2 separate regions of the Anas platyrhynchos genome follow, and region 1 is linked to region 2. The links are chromatin contacts, called in public Hi-C maps. All regions are on one chromosome and are shown on one strand. Each heading gives the region's core, a stretch centred on a gene start, on an enhancer-like site or on the middle of the called end of the contact. The rest is flanking DNA. Distances are from core to core; before and after follow the strand shown.

What was found. A called contact is a pair of places that touch in the nucleus more often than the background predicts.
Region 1: a Hi-C map of skeletal muscle shows a contact between it and region 2, with 3 times the contacts expected there. The contact joins two enhancer-like sites. A contact is called at or near these places in 3 of 8 Hi-C or Micro-C datasets (liver, skeletal muscle and subcutaneous adipose tissue).

Annotation. Positions count from the first base shown.
Region 1 is chr16:8,348,708-8,353,140 of IASCAAS_PekinDuck_T2T, reverse strand. No RefSeq gene overlaps it. Among named protein-coding and RNA genes, the nearest start is that of YWHAH, 14 kb to the right of the region's middle. Within about 2 kb of position 3,115, at least 1 of the 8 cell types and tissues checked has an H3K27ac peak or open chromatin away from gene starts, as enhancers often do.
Region 2 is chr16:8,279,184-8,283,739 of IASCAAS_PekinDuck_T2T, reverse strand. It overlaps DEPDC5 (DEP domain containing 5, GATOR1 subcomplex subunit), which reads right to left. Exons shown (of 43, transcript XM_027469689.3): 13 at 4,210-4,313; 14 at 3,920-3,994; 15 at 2,919-3,053; 16 at 2,377-2,438; 17 at 2,199-2,272; 18 at 954-1,023; 19 at 417-453. Among named protein-coding and RNA genes, the nearest start is that of PRR14L, 12 kb to the right of the region's middle. Within about 2 kb of position 1,284, at least 1 of the 8 cell types and tissues checked has an H3K27ac peak or open chromatin away from gene starts, as enhancers often do.

The sequences.
Region 1 (4,433 bases), core at 1,866-4,365, 68 kb before region 2:
ATTTACTTTCTCTATTAAACTATTTTAAACACCTGTAATTAATGATGTTCATTGCAACACTGTATACCTTACAGTGTACAAAAATGACCATTTTTTACAGAAGTGCAGGGGCAATCCCAAAGCAAGTCTCAGCTGTGAAAACCAGGGGAATGAATCAGCAACAGCACCAAAGCGTTCTCCTGTATTAAGAACACTGTACTCTGTTGATACCAATGACAGCAAACATCTCAACTCCCTAGTGCTTCCATGATGTTTTACAGCCCAGAGAGGCTTAACAGGACTTGTTTTAGAAGAGGCAAATAGCAGCCCTTAAAAAGCTTGAGGTGACAAGTGAGGAAGAACTATTCCTGCCCTTTAAGGACATGCTGGAACTTCAGCAGAAACACACTGACCCAACATGGTGGCCAGCCAGCAAACATTTGGAGTGAGCTGTGCCATTTCATGCCAAACACAAGCTTTGGCCTTCTGCTCCCATCTCTGGATTTGGGCCGCAGGGACAGCAACGGGGATCATTGCTCCAGGATAGCTCTGGTTGCCACAGAGGCAGGAAGCTGCTACAGATGGTCCCCAGTTGTCCTGGAGTGTCTGCATGGCACACAGACTTCCACAACACACACCAAATACTCATTTATTCAGGGTCAAGTTTCAAAGTTCTAGCACCCTTAACTCTCAGGTTTTCCTGGGCAGGTATCTCACTGAAGTAGCTAGGATTGTATTTAAATAAAAAATAAGCACCTGGGCTTCATTTTTTCAGTGATTTAAAACCAAGTAAACATGAGATAAACATCAGTTTTTCATTACAGAAAGAGAATACTCTCCATTTCACTCAGCGGGGACACCAGTTGGTTGATTACTGTGTTACTACAGACATCCACTGGTCTCTGCCCTCTGCAAGAGTCAGATGTTCAAAAAAAATCTTATTGATCACTACAGTGACAAAGTATTTGTTGATTATCAGAACCTTACTTCAAAATATTAGAAAAATAATACTATGTTGTCTTCCACCCAAGCACAGAGTGATCTACTGCAGCAGCTGGTTGACACTAATGACTAAAGGCAATCTCTTTCAATTGCCTTAGAGAACAAATATTTAACAAATTGCCTTCTTGGCCTTTGTTGTGCTAGGGTGGAACCACAAATACATCTAAATGCTTTTAGTTTATAACTCAGGTCCTGAAATCAATTCCAATTTCACTCCAAATGATGGCGTAATGGCAAGACAGAGCTTACATTGCAATGCACTTCTGCATAAATTGATTTTGATCTCATCTACACATGAACTAATCTTCATTAATTCCGTTGACAGTATTAATTAGTTCAGATCTTGATTCTCTGCATAAAAATCTGTTGTACATTGTCCATCAATTTAAGGACTGTTCAAGGTCTCAAGGAACTATAAGATACTTATATATGCATATACTTTATTTTCTACTTTCACTTACTATTATTTAATAGATGTATATATATGTAACAGATTTTAGAGTATTTTATTATAATAATTATGTATTAAAACTTCATTGTCAATCCTTTAGTTTATCAATGACAATTTTAAAAATGTATATATAATTACAGCTTATACAATTATGTTATATTTTTAATGTGCAGTATTATAACAATATATGGTTCTGTTGGGAACTCATTCACTTCCTTTATGTCTGCCAAATCTCCCAGAGTAGATACCAGGCAGAATTTGCATTATATATGCATTTTAAAATACACTTGTGTTCGAGAAGTATTTGTGTGCAAAGATAAATTTCCATGTGGTACTAAATTAGCATGTGGTATGGAATACAGTTTCATGAAATTTAGACGTAGATGCTAAAAACTCATTCTAAAATGATAAACAAAAGGCTGTTCACTTCAGCTCTAGAACAATCTTTGCTAAAAGCAAAAATAAAAAATGTTTTTAAAATTTTCTTTTTCAGGATACTAAATGAATGGTCTAAAATAGATTGGTTATCCTGTAAGTAGCATAACAGATCAGATTTAAGGCCAAAGTCTACTAAGTGTGTTAATTCAACCCTCAAACTGTGTAAGGTAAAATTATCAAAGACAATCAAAGATGGGGAAAAAAAAGAACAGCTCATTCTGTAGCTGTTAAATTAGCTCAAATTATTAGGATAGGATAGGATTAAAAAACAAGAACATGTAAGTTCTTTTTTTTTTTTAATTATCTTTTTTTTTTAAAAAAGTTTTTATCTAAACTTTATCTTTTTTTCTCTGTTGTTAAACAGGTTTGTTGAAGAATTTCAGACTGGCCCCATGCTGACAGAGTATTTAATAATACGTATTGACATCACTTTTCACCCTTCTGACTTTTGCTATTATTCTCAAGTCATTTTCATGTATGACTTAAAATTCAGCTGGTCATTTCATGTCCCTCCACCTGAAGTGTACTACCATAAAATCTTTTCTAGGCAATTGTATAGGATCCTATTGCAGCTGCTGAAAGCAGCACACAGAGTAGTTCAGTAAGTACTCCTATGCTCCTTTGGAAATACATTTGGCTCTAAAATTCAGTCCTTCCCAGCTTAGGCATTTGGGTCACAAGTAGTGGTACTAAGGATGGCAAAGAGTAAACAGAAGTTATATACAGTGGAAAAGCAACACAGGAGAATCACTTTCAAAACCACAGTTATTCCAAAGAAGTTACTAGCAAAACATGATTACTTACCAGAGTAATTGTGTTTCTTTGGTGCATGTTAACCACAATGATCTCAACCTCACTTTGTTTCTTAAAGCTGCTTTTTGCCTCAAAAGTCAGTCTTCTGCAATGCTATTACATTGTATAATAAGGCCCCTACTACACACAGCGTTAAGAAGTTTTGTTTCCTGTTGCAATGGCACATTTTTAGGTTAGGATTCAAAAAGGAGAGGGGGAGGTGGTGCTGGAGATCTCTGCGACAAATGCAACTATCTGTGTAAAAGTTGAATGCACTGAAGCAGATTAGGACACAGACTGAATTTCTGTCCCTGTAAAGAACATGCTATTAATGTTTGATTATCATTTAGCTTTCAAGCTCATATAGAATCATACAAAATGCTGCTTTACCATCAGGAGCTATCAGGTTGCTAAAAATTCAAGGACACCCATGTACCTTGCTCATACTACATAAATCAAGACCCTCAGAGTGACTTAATCTTTCAGCAAAGTTTGCCTGTGAAAGGCATGGCAAAGATCAAGGAAACATTACTCCCATCCAGAACCAGGTATTTGGTAAGCAGGTAAGCATCTTATTAGACCTGAAATAAGGCAGTGTAAAGAGACACAGATCCCAGGGATAGGGTGGCGCGTTCTGATGTTTTTACACTCCTTCCACTCCTGCTTCAGAGAGGAATGCTGTAAACTTCAGCTAAGCACTTTTGGTGAATAACTGGTGTCTGCAGAGATGGGTGCAGCCTGGGGTTTTAGAGACTGAAACACAACAGACTTGAGATGTGGGTCACCTAAGACAAATAACCAATTTGAGAATATCTGAATCCCACAGCTCACTGAGGAATATTGCAATAAACAATAAGCCCTAGTCACGTCTTGTTTTCATCCAGATCATTGCTATGATAAGGATTACAGAAAAACATACAGCAATTCCATGGCCCAGAAAAATGAAAATTGCTGAAATGGTAACAATATGGACTGCCTCAGAGCATTTCTTGTTCCTACGCTATAGAAAATGGGCCCACTGACTCAGCAAAAAACACTGACAAGAAAATGCCCTATGTGACACTGGATCATTAACTGACAACTGCAGAACATGGGAGAAGCTATCTGCTCTCCTACTGAAAATCTAACACATTGCTATACTGCTGGTGGCAGAAGCAGGTAAAAGAATTTAACTGAGAAGACTTCTAAAACTTGTGATCATTAACTTATGCAGAGCAACCGTGACTGTCAACACTCAGTTTATGAATTCTTAACGAAGACAGAAATGTTTTTTATGCCACAGAGCACTCAGAGTAATAAGATTTAAGTTTAAAGAACTTCCTAAATAGATTACAGATTATTTGAAGATTTAGCTTAAGAATTCACCTCCCCCTTAGGGAAGCATCCACTGCTGTAAAGCTAATATGCAGATCACATGTTTAATGAAACCAGTAAGACTTTTGTGTCTGTTACCCTGTGCACACTTACCCGAACACACACAGTAGTTTCACTCACCTGCCTTTAAGTTCATCACCCTCAACAGAACTTGATCATCACTTAGATCTCTCCCAAATATGCTGAGATGGTAGCCTGAGTAATCATATGAGTCAGCATACAGTCCAGCACAAACTCATGCCACCCATTTGCAGGAAAAACAACCTGCCAGCTGTTCCTCATTAGGAATTTTAAGCTTCATGTTTCAGAGGAAGCTAATCTACAAACTTAAGATAATCTCCTGCTCACCAAATTCTCCTTTGCTAAGAGCACTTGGCAGCGAGTTACCTGTGTTTGA
Region 2 (4,556 bases), core at 35-2,534:
AGAACACACCCATTATTAAAATGAGGTGGTATACGAAGAATGCAGGCTTCTTCCATTGTAATCTGTAGGCATAACACCGACAGCATCCCAAGCCAGCAAATGCTCTTCCTGTCCCATTCTCGTGAATGCTAGTGCTAGCTCACCAGCCTGACACCACCTATTTCTCTACCCAGGTGACAAGCAGTCAGGATAGAAACTCCTGCCTCCCTCCTTATTAGTTATCTGTTGAGAAGGCAATTCATATATGCACATTAACATCCTGGATGACGATTATGTGGTTTTCATGTTTTTCTTCAATAATTGTCCTTTCCAGCATTTTATTAACAGTGGTTTGCTGTTAATGCCATTGTCTTACTACAGCTGTTTGTTAGTCTAGGAGTCAGTGGGACAGATCATTCCAGAACAAGATTACTCACAGGCATCTCGGCTATTTTTTGCTTTCTCAGTCAGTGGCTGGAGGGTCCAATAAAGGAAGTGTGAAGTTACCAGGAAAAGGAGAGAGAAAAGAGAAAAGGAGAAGGGAGACAGTCAGCATATTCTAAGGAAATATCCTCCAGCATGATAAAAGCATCAAACTTTAGAATTTATCCAGCTTACCCTGTGAGACAGCCATAACACATTTTAAGTATGAAATACTGATACTCGGTCACAAACCACAGTGTAAAACATCTTTGCCAACACTCTTCCTCTTCTCCACAGAGTTTGCCATTAAAGCACTAAACTATTTTTATGTTGGCTAAAACATTTCTCAAATAGTTTAATCCTAGAAATTATACATATTTAGAAACCAGTCCCTCATTCACAATCTCTACAACAATCCTTTACAAATTTGTTTGCACTGTCTCTTAAACACAGAAACTTAGTGACCATTGTTGCTAGAAGGATTCTGATGCTTGGCTGAGAAAAGATCTGACAAGCTAGTATGAAGAAAAGATAATCAGAAAGACACCTACTTTTCTCCCTGCCAGCTTGATCCGCGGAGTGAAGCTGTTACATAGGAGCTGGCTTTTGGATGTGTAGAAACTGAAATGGAAAGACAGAGTGGTTCAGCTGTCTTCTAGGAATTGAACATGGCTGGTTAACTACATAGCTTTTTGAGCTAGCTGTTAAATGAAAAAAAAAAAAAAAAAAAAGGATACCTCTCTTTGCCTAACATGACATCTGAAGAACACTGGCAAATGATTAACTAGAGAGAATCTATGATTCCCACACAACCTCAGTCTAGACCTCCTCCTAATATGCTGATATCTGCATTCCCCAGTTCATTTCCTCTTTCTACTGAAAGATATCAGCTTTCACTATCCATACAGTACTGCACAGTTCACACGACTCTTTCCCTAATTTACATGACAGTAATGAGTCACATCAATTTCTTGAAAACTAAGGACCTCCACCCATTTGAAGTAATTTATTCTTTAACATCTGTTTCTTGTCATCTGAATCTTTTAAATCCTGCCCTTCTACAAAGCCTTCAAACGCCTCTTTCATCTTAGACAAGGACCAGATGCCTTCGAACTACTTGAAAAGACTGGGTATAAGCAACACTTGAATGATTATTGGTCAGGACAGTCAGTCAATGCATGCATATAAAATGAGTTATTAAAAGGCAGAGAAAAGTTCTACTGCAGAACAAGGACTGCAGAAGTAGTTCTTATTCTGAGCCCTGATCTCTGTCGGTAGGGAGAAGAGAGAGTATTATGACACCATGTTTAACAGAAAGCATAAAGAAAACCTACCGTGCCTTGGAGTAAAGCAAAGTAAAATTAGGCTTGTTTCCTGTAACTGTTCCAACATTTACCCATGTTTTCACATTCTCTTTACCCATAACTGTTCATTTGAGATGTATTTACTTTCACTAATAACCAGCTTAGTTGAAGTGACAGTATTTTTTTTAAGCATCCTGACTGACTTTGAGCATAGTTAAGGCTACAACTTAGTTGGAAAGAGAGCTTAAGATTAAGACCTTTTCCTCTGCAAATTGCCTATCACCTCTTACATACCGCATTGACAACCAGAGTTCTAAAAGAATACTCCTACTTATGCAAGACTACTGTAATATCTGTCTCTGCTTTGCAAGCAGAGCAGAGGAAATAAGCTATGGAAGAAGAAAGAATTCAACAGATGTATAGAGAGGAAAGCACAGCAGAAATGTTTTCAAAAGATTGGTATCTTCTCAGGAACCTTAAGCGTTTACCTACCTATGGTTTATCCAGTGCGGAATATTGTAGTCGTCACCCAACCTGGAATCCCCAGGTCCACAGCGATTATGGAGCTGTAAGAGAAATTCCAAGGCAAAGCAACTAGTTGTGTCTATCTATTCACAAATGCAGTAACATTTCTACTAGGAACAGAGAAGGGAACAGAAGGATGCATTACCTTAAAGAGTGGTACAGCATGCAGTGGTTGTTCTCCCATGCAGACCAAGTCCACACCAATCCCTGTAAACAAAGAACAGTAGAGTTCAGCTATCCTCCAAACAGGACTGATGTGCTAATCCAAAGACTGCCAACTTGAGGTGAACCCCCACTTTGTATTCATACCAAATTTAAAAATATAATCATACTGAAAACGGAAATGGTAACCAGCAATCCCATGGTATGGCTGCAGACCAACAGTGCCAATGGGGACATATAAGAAGTGCTTCTTCTAAACTAGGTGCAGGATTATCCTGCAAGAGGAAGGTCTGCACAGACTGATGAAATGCTCCACTATCATAAACACAAATAAATACCCCCAACTTCTCTAAAAATCTAGCCATTTCAATACAAAGCGTGGACACAAGCCTTCCAGCTGTAACCCCTCTTTTCCAGAGTACAAAAGTTACAACACATACTTTTTCAGAGCAAGAAAAGGCTAGAGCTTTTCCAAATACAACCATTAGCCTTCATAAAAATTGCAAATAGTCTCCAGTTATTTACCATTGTCTATCATCCGCTGTTTGGTTAGAATCATAAGGAGGCGATCGACTTCAAACACCCCAACACCAGGTGTGATAACCACAGACATCTGGCCGGTCCGATCAAAGTTCCGGTTTATATAATGCTTGTCAAACACTAAAAAAGAGTCAGAAAATACAAGAAAAAGATGCTGTAGTTTTCAGAGCAAAGGAGGTGACTACTAATACCAGGATTAAGCAAATTGCACAAAACCCATGCAAAAGTGAAAGTAATTGAATGTAGCATTGTCCAACCAATAAATGTCAATATAGATACAGGTAAGAGATAGTAGTTAGGGCAGAAGAGAAAATGGAAACTGGATACATCAATATGAGTATTTTTTTCATATGCTTAGTGTTATATTAAAAAAAACAAAAAAACAACAACAACAAAAAAAACACATCTCAAAAAAAAATCTTGAAAACAAAAAAAACCTACATCATAAACCAAAAAGGTAAAGTTCATTGCTAATCACTAAGTAACATATTGTACTCTGTCTCATGCAAGTAACAGAACAGCCATTAAGAGGACAGAAAGATATCAGATGTAAAGAATCACAGAAGAGCAGATCTTTGGAAATCCCATCAAATTCACCTCCCTGCTAAAAAGATGGATCAACTTCATTCACCAAAGTCACATTTGCTCTAACCCACTTTTGAAAGGCTTACGAAATAAAAAATACCAACTTCTGTTGCAAGAAGTTGGCATACAAATAAACAGCTAGAAGAAAAAAGTTTCATCCAAACAAGGCTCTGTAAATGGTTTCTGAAGCCCAAACTACCCAATTCTTAGTTATGAGAGTCATTAAAAAACAATTTCTTCTGAGGCAGAAAATGATAGTTATACCACTTAACATTTCGCTCCTTTACTTGGTGTTAAGGAACAGACAAGAGTTCCTTAACAAGATAAGTCAACACCCATTTATTGAAAGCTACTTTAGTGGTTCCTCCTCTGTACATTTTCATCCATTGTTCACAACTTACCATTGAATGAAAGATTTATGGCCTCCAGGTAGTTCCCTTGTGCTGATGTAGAATTGTAACCTGGAGGAAAGCCCTCTGGACAAGCATTCAGAAAAAAAAAAAAATTATCATTCTTGTATAAACTAGCTCTTGAAAAAACAAAACTGCATTTGAAATAAGCCCTATTACATCAACAATTTACAGGCTGAATTGGTGCATCTCACAGAAAGATACATGCAAAATAACTTTCTTGGGTGCTTTCAAACCAAACAAAAAAAAAGCAAGAGAATAAAAGCATTGTATTCTTTTACCTGCTTGCTCTAGTCGTACCAACACAGGATACTGGATGAAAAGCTTTTTAATGGTCACAAGCAATGAGGTCCACTCTTCTCGTCTCTCATTCTGAACTACAACTCTAGAAAGACCACAATTTAGTAAGCATCATGAAAGGAAGCTACATAGAAGCAACGAGGCAGCATTTTAGAACTACCGTGTATTTGTAGTAGTTAAGGAATAGATGCACACAAAGCTGGGCATATCCATAACAAGAAGACTTTAATCTCTTGATTATAAACAGGAAAACATTTAGAACATCACATATTAAGTAATGTCACTGTTCTGCGAAGTGGTAAAATACTTAACAAGTTTAGAATTAAAT